Linked DNA regions of Mus musculus: region 2 is linked to region 1. The links are chromatin contacts, called in public promoter capture Hi-C maps. All regions are on one chromosome and are shown on one strand. The core of a region is the stretch at or near the end of the contact, and the rest is flanking DNA. Distances in the headings are between cores, read along the strand shown. Region 1 holds the start of Slc4a7 (solute carrier family 4, sodium bicarbonate cotransporter, member 7). Region 2 has its middle 68 kb from the start of Oxsm.

Region 1 (5,741 bases), core at 1,432-3,931:
AAAGCTTCTTTGCTAAAACTAGAGAATTGGTACTATATGCTACAACCTACACTAGAAAACATGACTAACAACTACTTATCCAACATTAAAAAAATAAGATTTTGATAAATTCCAAATCAAACCTACAATGGTGACATTTTTATTAATGCAAAACAAATGTTGCAGCCAAGCCTAGCATAGATAAGCCTCCCCCTCACCCAGTTCAATCCCTCAAAACAAAAGATAATGTGAGGTAAAGTTTTCCTTCCAATGCTATGGTCAGTGAGAAATCATAATACTAAATTATGAGAGATGGGCTCCATCTACAAAGTAATATAAGTGGCCTCCAACATAACGGCTACTCAAATATTTTTGCATAATTATAAACTTAAGGTGGTATATAAATATGAATTTTAGTCAACTCTTTTGGCTAGGCCAGTCTATTGTGAAGTAAAAGTTGCAACTGAGCGCTAGACATAGTGGCTCATGCCTATAATGCAAGCACTAGTGTGGCTAAAACAGAAGGATTGTAGCAAGGTTGAGGCCTGCTTGGGGACGATGTGGGTTCCTGTCTAGAAAGAAAGAAAGAAAGAAAGAAAGAAAGAAAGTAAGTTAGTTATAATTGACAAACATCACAGTATCTCATTTTTATGTTTTCACTTACCAAAGTAAAGTGAGCATGTTTCCACCTTCCAAAAAGCAGAACGCTCTCCACTATTTTAACCTATTGTCACTGCTGCTTCCAGACTAGAAGCAATTTTATTTCTGTATTATAATTTATTTTGTATTGCTGTTTTGCTTGCATGTATGTCTGTATGAAGGTGTATCTCCCCTGGAAGAGGAAGTACAAACAGTTGTAAGCTGCCAAGTGGGTGCTGGGAAATGAACCTGGGTCCTATGAAAGAGCAGCCAATGATCTTAACAACAGAGCCGTTTCTCCAGCCCCTTATTTCTATTATTACTTTCTGTAAGTTTATTATTGCCAAGTTTTATTCTCCCAAAGACTTAGGGTGTATGACCTTCCAAAATACTCTCCTATCATGGTACTAATACCAGAACTGAGTTCCTTGCCATCTGTTTGTCCCCTATCCTGTCCCTTATTGTAGACACACACCCACACCCCTCTGAATGAAGCTTCTATCGGAAAAAAGTGCTTCTACTCTGGACACTACAGAATAAGTTCTCAATAAGCTACTGCACAGAATGCATGCATGGATGGATGGATGGATGGATGGATGAATGGATGGATGGACGGATGAATGGCAATAGCCTTACTGTGTATGACGACTTCTGCCTAAATAGACTGTGATAGAGAATACAACATTTTTACCCAGGTTTATGAAAACTGATACTGTTTACTGTTCAGCTGAAAATGTGCAAATAAGGTTAAGAACAAGCAACAGTGTATTTGACAGATAGTCTTGGAGAAGGTCCTGAAGGTTCATTCAAAGGCCATAAAAAGAATCCTAAGGAGTTTCCAGTACTTCATCACTGTGACCCATCAAACCCATAACCACTACAGAACTTCACAGTCTTAAGACCGAAGTTTTCCTTTATATTTAAAGAGTTTATATTTGAATACTGTGAAGTAATGAATGATCACCGCCCACGGCCTCCACAATAACTTTTAAAGTAACGAGAGGAGGGAGCCTTAAGGAAAATTCTACCAAAAAAAAAAAAAAAAAAAAAAAAAAACCGGCAAAATGTCCTTTTCCTTGTTTTGAAAAGACTGGAAAATTCATCCCTGCAACCTTCCCTCCCATTTCACTGGTCAGAGTAAAAATTGGAAGTAGGAAAATTAGTACCACCACATCCTTTGAGTCAGAGACTCTGAAAGGAGAAAGCAGTTTCTTCTGTAGGGCACATACACGTTCCTGTTTCTAGAGAACGGGCCACTTGTGTGCCCCCCGCCCCCTCCCCCGTTTAAATGAGAGCCCAGTTTCTGCGCGTCCCAAGTCCGCCCTTACTCAGGCTGCTTGCACTGGGAAAGCGGGATCGGCTGGACTGGGGACGCGCGGCGCAGAGCACTGGGGTCTCTCTCGGTCCATTCTCTTTCTATGGAGCCCGGAGGAGGACACTGCACTCACGGTGCTTCTCCTGGGCCTGCGACCCAACACGCCACAGAGCGCCGGCCCCGACGGCCGGTCCCGACTCCGGCCACAGGCTGAAGGCGGCGGCGGCGGCAGGAACAGCAGCCTGGGCTGAAGGACGGCAGCGTCCACGCGGCGGGAGAACACGGCTCCCGGAGCCGCGCGTCTGAGAGCCGGGCACTGCGGCGGCGGACACGCGTCCTCGGGAGAGGCGTCCCCGAGGGCTCGAAGCCGGCCGTCCCCTGCGACCCCCGCCACACAAAGGCGACGGCGGCGCGCGGCCGCCAGCATAGGCCGCCGGCAGCCCCGCCGCGACGCCGCCTTTGTCTGCGGGCCTCGGCCTCCCCGCTCCTTACCCGCGTGAGTAGCGGTCTCATCTGCTCGCCGGCCCCGTCTGCCTCCATGGCCCGCCCCGGAGCTCTGAGAGGCCGCGACCGCAGCAGAGACGGGCACGCGGAGGGAGACCCTGTGCGGAGCGCTGGCCGCCGAGAGCTGGCCCCGGAGTGCGGCGACCGCTGCGAGCGCGGGACGTTCTCCGGGAGAGAGAGGCAACGGCGTGCCGCGAGGACTGAGACGGGCAGAGGACGCGGCGCGGAGGAGGCAGCGGCGCCCGGGCGGGGGCGGGGCGGGGGGCGGGGCTGGGGGGCGGGGGCGGGGGCGGGGGCGGGGCGCGCTCCGGCACGCCCCCCCCGGAGCACGCCCCCTGCCTGTTAGGCACCAGGTCCGGCGTCGAGCGACCGCCTCCAGTGGCTAAGGGGCTTGGAGGTAGGGCGGAGACAAAAGAAGACAGACATTCGTATCAGCCAATCAGCAGCTCGGAAGGGTCTGTCGCCTCCCCCGCCCCCCAGGTCAGTTTCCCGGAGGCCCCGCCCCTCTTTGTAAAGACTTAATTGACCGAGGCTGAGAGTGGAACTCGGTTTTTCGAATCGGAAGTTCTACAGACTTTCGAAGTGGAATGGGGTCATCACCCCATTCAGCTCCTCACCACGTGTTTTACAAGCAGGAGAGAAACAGGACGACGCCAGATTCATTCTCTGCCTCTGCAAGTTTCTCTCCTAGAGGTAACTCTATCGTGGACCCTGTAAAAGAGGGGATACATTTAGCAACTTGCCTAGTGCACTCCCTGCACTGGCCTAGTTCCACAACCTGTCCCACTCTTGGGTCGACCCTATAGGTAGGGTGCTTGTCTACTATCTACCTGGGTGTGGAGGTGATGGTCTCCATCACAAATGGACATTGAAGGATTAAATACATTTCTGTCCCTCTGTGAAGGTGTGTCACTTGTGGTGTGCTTATCACTATTGTTAACAGGTTGTTGATAAAGACAATAAAAGAGCCGGGCAGTGGTGCCGCACGCCTTTAATCCCAGCACTTGGGAGGCAGAGGCAGGAGGATTTCTGAGTTCTAGGCTAGCCTGGTCTACAGAGTGAGTTCCAGAACAGCCAGGGCTACACAGAGAAACCCTGTCTCAAGAAAAAAAAAAAAAAAAAGACAATAAAAGGTTGAGCTGAGAAAATCTAAATTCGATTATGAAAGGAAATACTTATCATCAGGTCAAGACTCATCCCTAACCCATTATCAATAAATAGCAAAGTGTACTGGGTACTGCTTTGGGTCCCAGACCCCTCCTGGCTTTGTTCTAAATTTCCCAGAGAGGTACAGGGCAGGCTCACACACGACTGTCCAAGAACAGGTGTGCTTCCATTAATAACAGCTACCATTTGAAAAGATCTAGAATTACAGACAGTGACATTTTGCAAATATGGCCCCTCTTTAATCCACACAATACTATAAAGTATATTTGTGTGTGATTTGACTGTGTCCCCTAAAAAACTGTATTGGAAACTTAATCCCCAATGCAATGGTGTTGGGTATTTAGGACACAAGGCCTTTAGGAGTTCATGAGCACATTATAAACCATGGGTCTGGAACTGCAAAGGTGTCCCTTGCTCTCTCACAAATGTCCATCAGACCTTCTGCTCTCAGATTCGGGTAGACAGGAAGAAGTCTCTCTCATGAAATGCAGTCCTCCCACCATCTTCAGAGCTGTGAGAATTTTTTTTTCTTTATAAATTACTCAGATTATATCATTCTATATAACCACACCAAATAGAGTAGGATAGTGTTATGTTCCCATTTTACAGATAAAAGAAGTGGAGACTTGTAGAAATAAGTAACTCGGGGTTCTACTATGTAGATTTCTTTTGTACCATTCTAATACCTCACTATAATTTTAAAAGATGTCAGTAAAGAAAGAGAAGTGAAGGGCTGGAGAGATGGCTCAGTGGTTAAGAGCACTGACTCCTCTTCTGAAGGTCCTGAGTTCAAATCCCAGCAACCACATGGTGGCTCACAACCATCCATATTGAGACCTGACGCCCCCTCCTGGTGTGTCTGAAGATAGCTACGGTGTACTTACATATAATAAATAAATAAATAAATCTTAAAAAAAAAGGAAGAGAAGTGAAAAGAAAATGAAAGGGAATAATTGATTGATCAATGAATTTGTTGATGTTGTTTTCTTTTTTCTGTACTAGGAATTTAAACTAAGGCCTCACTCTGACCAGACAAGTATTGAACTACTGAGCAATATCCCCCAGCCTATGAATACACTTTATATTGAAGAAGGGGTCTGGCTTCCTGGATAAAGTAGTTGCCCAGCAAGCATGAGAACCAAGTTCAGATCCCTATAACTTACATGAGAGCCAGGCAGGTATTCTAGTTACTTGTAATCCTAGTACTTGGACATCAGAGAACAATGATCTCCCAAACAAGCCAGCTTCCTAGACTTGTCCATCACATGTTCTGGGTCCAACTGAGCAACCCAGGCTCAACAAATAAAAGTGGAGAGTGATTGAGAAAGACACCAACCTCAGCTTTAGACCTCTGCTTGCATACATTATATGCACATGTATCTCCACAGACAAAATGAACATGCATACACACACATACACAAAGAATTTTTTCTCAACTCTCTTATAGCAAAATATATAACATCAAAGTTCGACAGGATAGAAAGAAAACAGAAAGAAAAGAACTCAAAAGAAGGCACAGGAACCATAGACCCACTCTATTGCACACTAAGGAATCTTACAATGCTGCTTCAGTCTCTGAATTCATACGAGCTTTGGTCATATTGATTTAGAGAGCCTTGTTTTCTTGGTACCCTCCATCACCTCTGGCTCTTAGACTCTTTCTCAGCTCCGAGAAGAGACATTTGATGGAGAAATCCCATTTAGAGCTATGTGTTACAAGGTCTCCTCTCTCTCTCTCTCTCTCTCTCTCTCTCTCTCTCTCTCTCTCTCTCACACACACACACACACACACACACACACACACACACACATAGGCACTGTAGGGACTATAGGTCCCTGAGCAATGTAGTCTCTGGCTCTTGATCACCCAAGCAGTGTTAGGTATGAATTCCATCTTGCAGAATGTCCTTTAAGTTACTTGGGTGGTTACTCTCACAAACTCTGAGCTGCCATTTCCCTAACATATCTTTTAGGCACATCATTGTAGAACAAAGTGTTTGTGGCTGGCTTGTTGTTTTAAGTTTCTGTTTTGATAGCCTGCCCAGTACCTTCCTGTAACCGAAGACCCTAGAACGTTGGGGTGAAGGTTCTATGTAGGCTGCAACCCAACTTCTCCATGTTCAATGAGTTATATTGG
Region 2 (5,709 bases), core at 2,170-4,669, 1.5 Mb before region 1:
ATCAAATGAAAAATTCACCAGAAAAAAAAACTCTTCAATTAAAATTGATCAAATAAAAGATGCATTATTAAGATAGAAGAAAAAAGTTGACATAGAATATTGAGACAGTGATAAAGATATAATAATATGAAAACATGAAGAATACATATAGTAGTTCCATTAGTAGCAGATTATCCATTGGCCTCTTGTTAGTGTTTCATGTTGGCCACTACTGTAAGAGTACACTTCCACATGGCTTTTTTGTACAATAAGTTCAGATGTGCTTATAAATACTTGGTCTCACACATACTGGGAAACATGCAAGTGCAATAGGATACCATTAAAAGACAGAATTTTTTGAATCAATGGGATAGAAAGAGAAATACTTCAGGCTAAATACATAAACAATGATTCAACAAAACCATAACAGCAGATTTCCCAACGTTAGAGAAAGAAATGACCACCATAGACTGGAGGCCTATAAAGCACCAAAAGGACAATAGGACAAAGGGACAAACCAAAAGCTGTGAGAAAGAAGCAGTAAGTCACATGTAAAGATAAACCCATCAGAATCACATCCAGTTTCTTAAAGAATCCCCAATATCTGAAAGGGCATGAGCATTGTCTTCCATGCACTGAAAGATAATGACTGCCAATATCGATTACGATATCCAGAAAAACTACCCAGCATAATTGAAGGATAAAGGAGAATTTCTCATGAAGTAAACAAAGGGAAGGAACCTATGACCACTACTCCATAACCATAGAAGATACTTTAAATAATCCTTTAGACCAAGGAGAAAACATATTCAAGAGGCTACAGGAAAGAACAAAGCATGCTCAATGAGAAATAGACCCGGGAAGTTGAATTACATAAAATAGAGGTTTTAAATATCAAGTACAAAGAAATTTAACCAAAACCAAACTAAACCAAACCAAACCAAACCAACCAAACCCAACCCAACCAAACCAAACCAAACCAAAAAGCAATCACTGAAAGCTGTGAGAGAAAAGCAGTAAAAGTATTTAAAATACAGCAAAATCAACATAATGGAGGGAGCGAACACACTATTCAATAGTAATGCTTAGTTCTTCCACCATAACCACAAACTAGTAGGCTGGATTGCAAAAGCAACAAGAATTTATCCATTTTCTTACCTCAAAGAAACACACCTCTCCATCAAAGGCAAATGAAACCCATGGAACAGGATTCATTCCACACAAACAAAATAGGAAAACAACATGTTTCACACCATTCTAACAAGTGACTCAACAGACTTCAAACAAAACCTCTCAGAAGAGATGAAGAGAGCAGTTTCATACAGACCAAAGGGAGTCTTCAGTATGTTTAGATTCATCATCCTACTCTAGCCATTAAACAGGTCATCACAATAAATATTCAAATGAAGGAGTGTCTGTACCATAAATAGGAATTCCCTTCTTCAGTGAAAGGCAATGTCCATCTCCTTTTCCTACAAGTGTTGGAAGCCTTCCCAGAGCTTCTGTCTTTCATTCCCCACCTTTCCTATATTTCCACATGAATTTTCTCTCTAGCGCTTTAATAATCCTTTACTTACTTAGAAGGTCTATTTGTTAATTTCAGACATTTAGTGTATCTGCTGAGATCCATAAAAGCTTTCTGCTAGTTATTTAACAAACCCAAGAAAATACTTCAGAAAAGTAGGTAGGAAAATTTCAAGGTTTTGAATAAATGTTTTAATGCACTAAAAAACTTACCTAAATCAAGCATCACTTGGTGAGTTGCCAATATAGACTGCTGTGCTGGTTTCTTGGGGTCTGAGGATGGGTAATAGCTCACAATAACTGGAGGCTAGACCCTTTTCAGCAACAATTCTCTGCTTAGTGTTTATCCTGCTTTTGATTAATTTTTTTTGTTATTATCCAAAAATCTCTATTTTATACAACTCAGTATAGTATGGAGTGTGCATTCCCAATTGGGGAAAACTAGAAACATTCTAATTTATGAGGCAACATTTTAACAATTTATTTGATTCTAAATTCTACCTGAAAGTTTTCTCTTGATCATTTCTAATGTCATTGGGTCATTGTATGTCTGTGACCATGGGGCTAGGGACATTATTAAGGTAAATAACTATTATCCTCAGTGCTTTTCAGAAGAACACACACAAACACACACACACACATACACAACCATATAGGAGCACAGAATGACATTAGTCCTGTGAACTACAGTGCGTTTTGTTGCATTTGACAGTGTCTCAAGAAACTGACATAATTTTAAGGGGATCCTCTCCATTTCCCTCTCCTCCCTTCTCTTTTTCTTTCTCCTTTTTTCATTTCCTTTTCTTTCTTTGCAGTTGTGGGAGTCAAACTCAGATTTTACACATTTTGGACAAGCACTCTACCACTGAACTATGTCTTCTACCCTTCACGGGACATTGTAAATGGAAAGAATATCTCTAATGTACATATAGAGAACAATTGTTTCAGGAGCATGATGCCTGGATGTACAATTGACAGGACAGACAATGTAGTTTGGAGAATATGGGATTTAGAAAGATACGTTTTAACTATGTGGGGTTGCTTTTGAATGCATCTAGGAGGACTTATACTATTCTGCAGATGTAATGGTTTTGTGCAAAAACAAGTATTTTTTTGTGCTATGCTAATCCCATTATCTAATGAACTCAAGTTAAGAAAAGCATTCACATACATCTATGACAGGGAGCCCAGAATTGGGAAGCTTTTTAGTATACTTCATGTTGGGACTTCTGGTTAGAGATATTTAAATGACAATGGCCAATTTGGTTGGCTGGGAAACCTGTGGTATGGGGACATCTATGGCTTGGCCTTCAGGCTTCTGTGTATGTGAGCTTGTAGAGAAATGGAAGCTGAGATCTGAAGAACCAGTGTCAGCTCCACAGTTATCCTGAGGAAATGCCTACCTTGAGGAAACATCTGTGGCCTGAACATCTAAGGTCCCAGGAATGAAGCCCTCTGGTGTCTTGGGTTTGTCTGTCTCAGTCCTAGAAAAATCTTTGTTCCTCAGAGACTCCAGAAAGCAGAAAACTTGGGTCATATGGCAAGTACCATTCTGGTCCTAAAAGGTTTATCTGGTTTGAATCAATGCCTTAGTCAGACTGAGGATATAGGATCAGGCTCCAACTAGGAGAGTCTACTTGTAGGGGCCTCACTGGAAGCAAAATGTAGAATATATCATTTTGGTTAACCACTTGTGTCTGTATTCAGACCATTTTCCCCTCCTTCAAGTTCCTGTGGCAGAGGAGAATTTGGGAAATGCCCTTTTAAGAATACTTCCCTGCCTAGGTCCTAGTAGAGAGTTTTCAGTAGGAACACTTGGTTAGAAAGAGGTAGAGTTTCCAAAGATGCTTTTAGAGAGTCCTAGAGGATCAGCCACATCCTGATTGAGGCAAGTTCTCTGTGAAAGTGCTGGTAGCCAAATTTCCTCTGGTTTTGCTACATGTGTGAATGTCTCTAGATCCCTGTGTAAAGCACTCCTACCTGTAACACAGACCACTTCCACATTTTCCAGATTAATTATGACTACAGCAAGCAATTACAGTTATTAAATTTTCTTGGCAGGGCTTTAACAGGGCAGAAGGGCAAATTAAATAGCAGATTTGGAAGCTAGGGTTGAGGCTTGGGCATAGGGCAGAGGCTGGACAAGCCAGGCCTGGTTTGTGGGTATGGAAGTTTTTGATGTCTATCAGGAACCACATGTGATATAATTGACCACAGCCTTGCTACTTGCTACTGAGTGGTAGCCTGGAAAGGACCAAAGGAGGCACATCAGAAGGTCAGAGGTAGAATGAGGTATATCTGAAACAAGGCTAGGCTGAGGAAAAATGGAAGGCCTAGCATTCAGGGATTCATTTGAAGTCCTGGAAAAGATCCCATGAGGGTCAAGACTAGGGTAAAATAGCCAGACTCATCATAAAGGGACTAAACAGATGAGCCTTGGTGGTTGGGAAAGTCAAGGTAGAAAATACTCACTGATGTTGCATGCCTGTGAGTCTGTGGATCCTGGATCAAGCATTGACCTTTAGGGGGCAAGTAGAGAACATTGGAAATCACAGTGGCTTAAGGCAATAAGACAATGTTTAGTACTCTTACATAACAGCAATAGGGCTTCCCTAAGCAAGTCAAGACTGATTTAGGACGAGGCAAGGAAAGATGCTGTTAGAAATAAGTTTGAAGTTGCAAAGAAAGAGATTACAATCAGGTTAAAGTGTCTCAACAAAGAAGTTTATTTCCTGTCAGAAGGGTGTGTTATTCACAATGATGGTTGAGCAAGCACACCTGCCCAGGAAGTGAACTCGGTTTGTGGGTGAGCAAGCACACCTGCACAGGAAGTGCAATTAGTTTGTGTTTAACTAGCCGCTGACTGTGTCTTTTCCCCATTGGCTGAGATTTGACCTCATGGTCTTTTGAGGGTAGATAATTTCAAAACAATTGGAGCAAACAATGAAGATGAGCAGAGCAGTGAACCATTAAGATATGATGATGCCAAGCAGGGCATTTGTGTAAAATCAGGCTTACCCTGGAAAGGATGAAAACATTTGCATAAAGGTTTTACCAGATGGGGAAAGTAAAGAGATTGGAATTCCTTGTTGTAAACAAAAGTTTTGTAGTGTTTGTCAGGACAGTCTAATATTAAATGTTTCTTACAATATGAAGATTGAAGAGTTACTGACTGTGTCCTGGCTGGTACATCTTGGATTTAGGGCTAAGACAGACACAGCCTCAAATATGGGATCCTTATGTGGCCCCACAGACACTGTCACATATGTGAAATCACAAAGGGGTTCCTTAATGGAGGTATATAAAATGAGACCTCGAGACTATGTAATGGCATTTGTCACTTTTTGTAGATGGCTTCATACACTTAGTGAGGTTCCAAGAAATCAGTTTTCCATTCTGTGCCTCAGTGTACCCCATTTGATGCTTGAATTCACATTCATCACACACATTTTAAAAAACAGAATATAATCTATCAATTTATTATAAAATATTTGCTTTCATTTAAAAGCGACAGTTGTACTGAAGTTCTGACATTTTTTATTGCTATTTTAGATTTTCTATTTTCTTTCAATCAATTGAATTTTAGCAAGATAGCTTTCTTTTTATGTGTTTTTGTGTGGGCTAGTTTTTTCCCCTTTGGTTATGTTTTTATTCAAATAGACTGTCTCTATTGGCTCTCTGGAATGAAACAAATTTTAATCGTTTATGCAGCCGGCTTTTTTCCTTCTGTGGTAGGTTTCTTTTCTGCTGGTTTTCTTGGTAGCCACAACCCTTTTCCCCTGCAGGCTTCTTATCTTCTTGACATCCTTGGGCTTCCTTTCTTCCTTGCCTACAGCCGACTTCTTGTCTGCAGTCTCCTGTGCTGCAACCTTCTTCAAGTTGGCTGCCTGTGCAGTGGCTGCTGTTTCCAGTTTTTCACCTGAAGTTTGTGATTCTGGCCTTAGGAAGAATGGTATTCCTGTGCATAGTCTTTGTGGTTCTTCAGTGGATTCTTCTTCAAGACTCTACACTGAATCTTCTTGTGTGGTGCTCAGGGGGCTCTTTGAATCTCTGGGATTTTCAAGATTCTGCTAAGATCTGAGTTCATCGTCTTGTGCATGGGAAGGTTACAGTTACTCTTGAGGAAAGCAGCCTTATGCCAAATGCCATACTACTCATCTAACTTCCAGAAAGCACTTTGAGTCCAAATTCTGAGACATCCCACAT

The links. Promoter capture Hi-C pulls out the DNA fragments that hold promoters and counts their contacts.
Region 2: a promoter capture Hi-C map of pre-B cells shows a contact between it and region 1, with 6 times the contacts expected there. The contact joins the enhancer-like site here to the promoter of Slc4a7 in region 1. A contact is called at or near these places in 4 of 39 promoter capture datasets (cranial neural crest, hippocampal neurons, pre-B cells and 1 more) and 1 of 115 datasets of contacts at active chromatin or transcription factors (double positive thymocytes).

The regions. Positions count from the first base shown.
Region 1 is chr14:14,699,965-14,705,705 of GRCm38.p6, reverse strand. Slc4a7 (solute carrier family 4, sodium bicarbonate cotransporter, member 7) reads right to left here and starts at 2,681. Exons shown (of 26, transcript NM_001360504.1): 1 at 2,426-2,681. The coding sequence starts at 2,473.
Region 2 is chr14:16,172,116-16,177,824 of GRCm38.p6, reverse strand. It overlaps the pseudogene Gm8517. Among named protein-coding and RNA genes, the nearest start is that of Oxsm, 68 kb to the left of the region's middle. Within about 2 kb of position 3,419, at least 65 of the 459 cell types and tissues checked have an H3K27ac peak or open chromatin away from gene starts, as enhancers often do. A contact at or near this core is called in double positive thymocytes and pre-B cells, where this site is marked.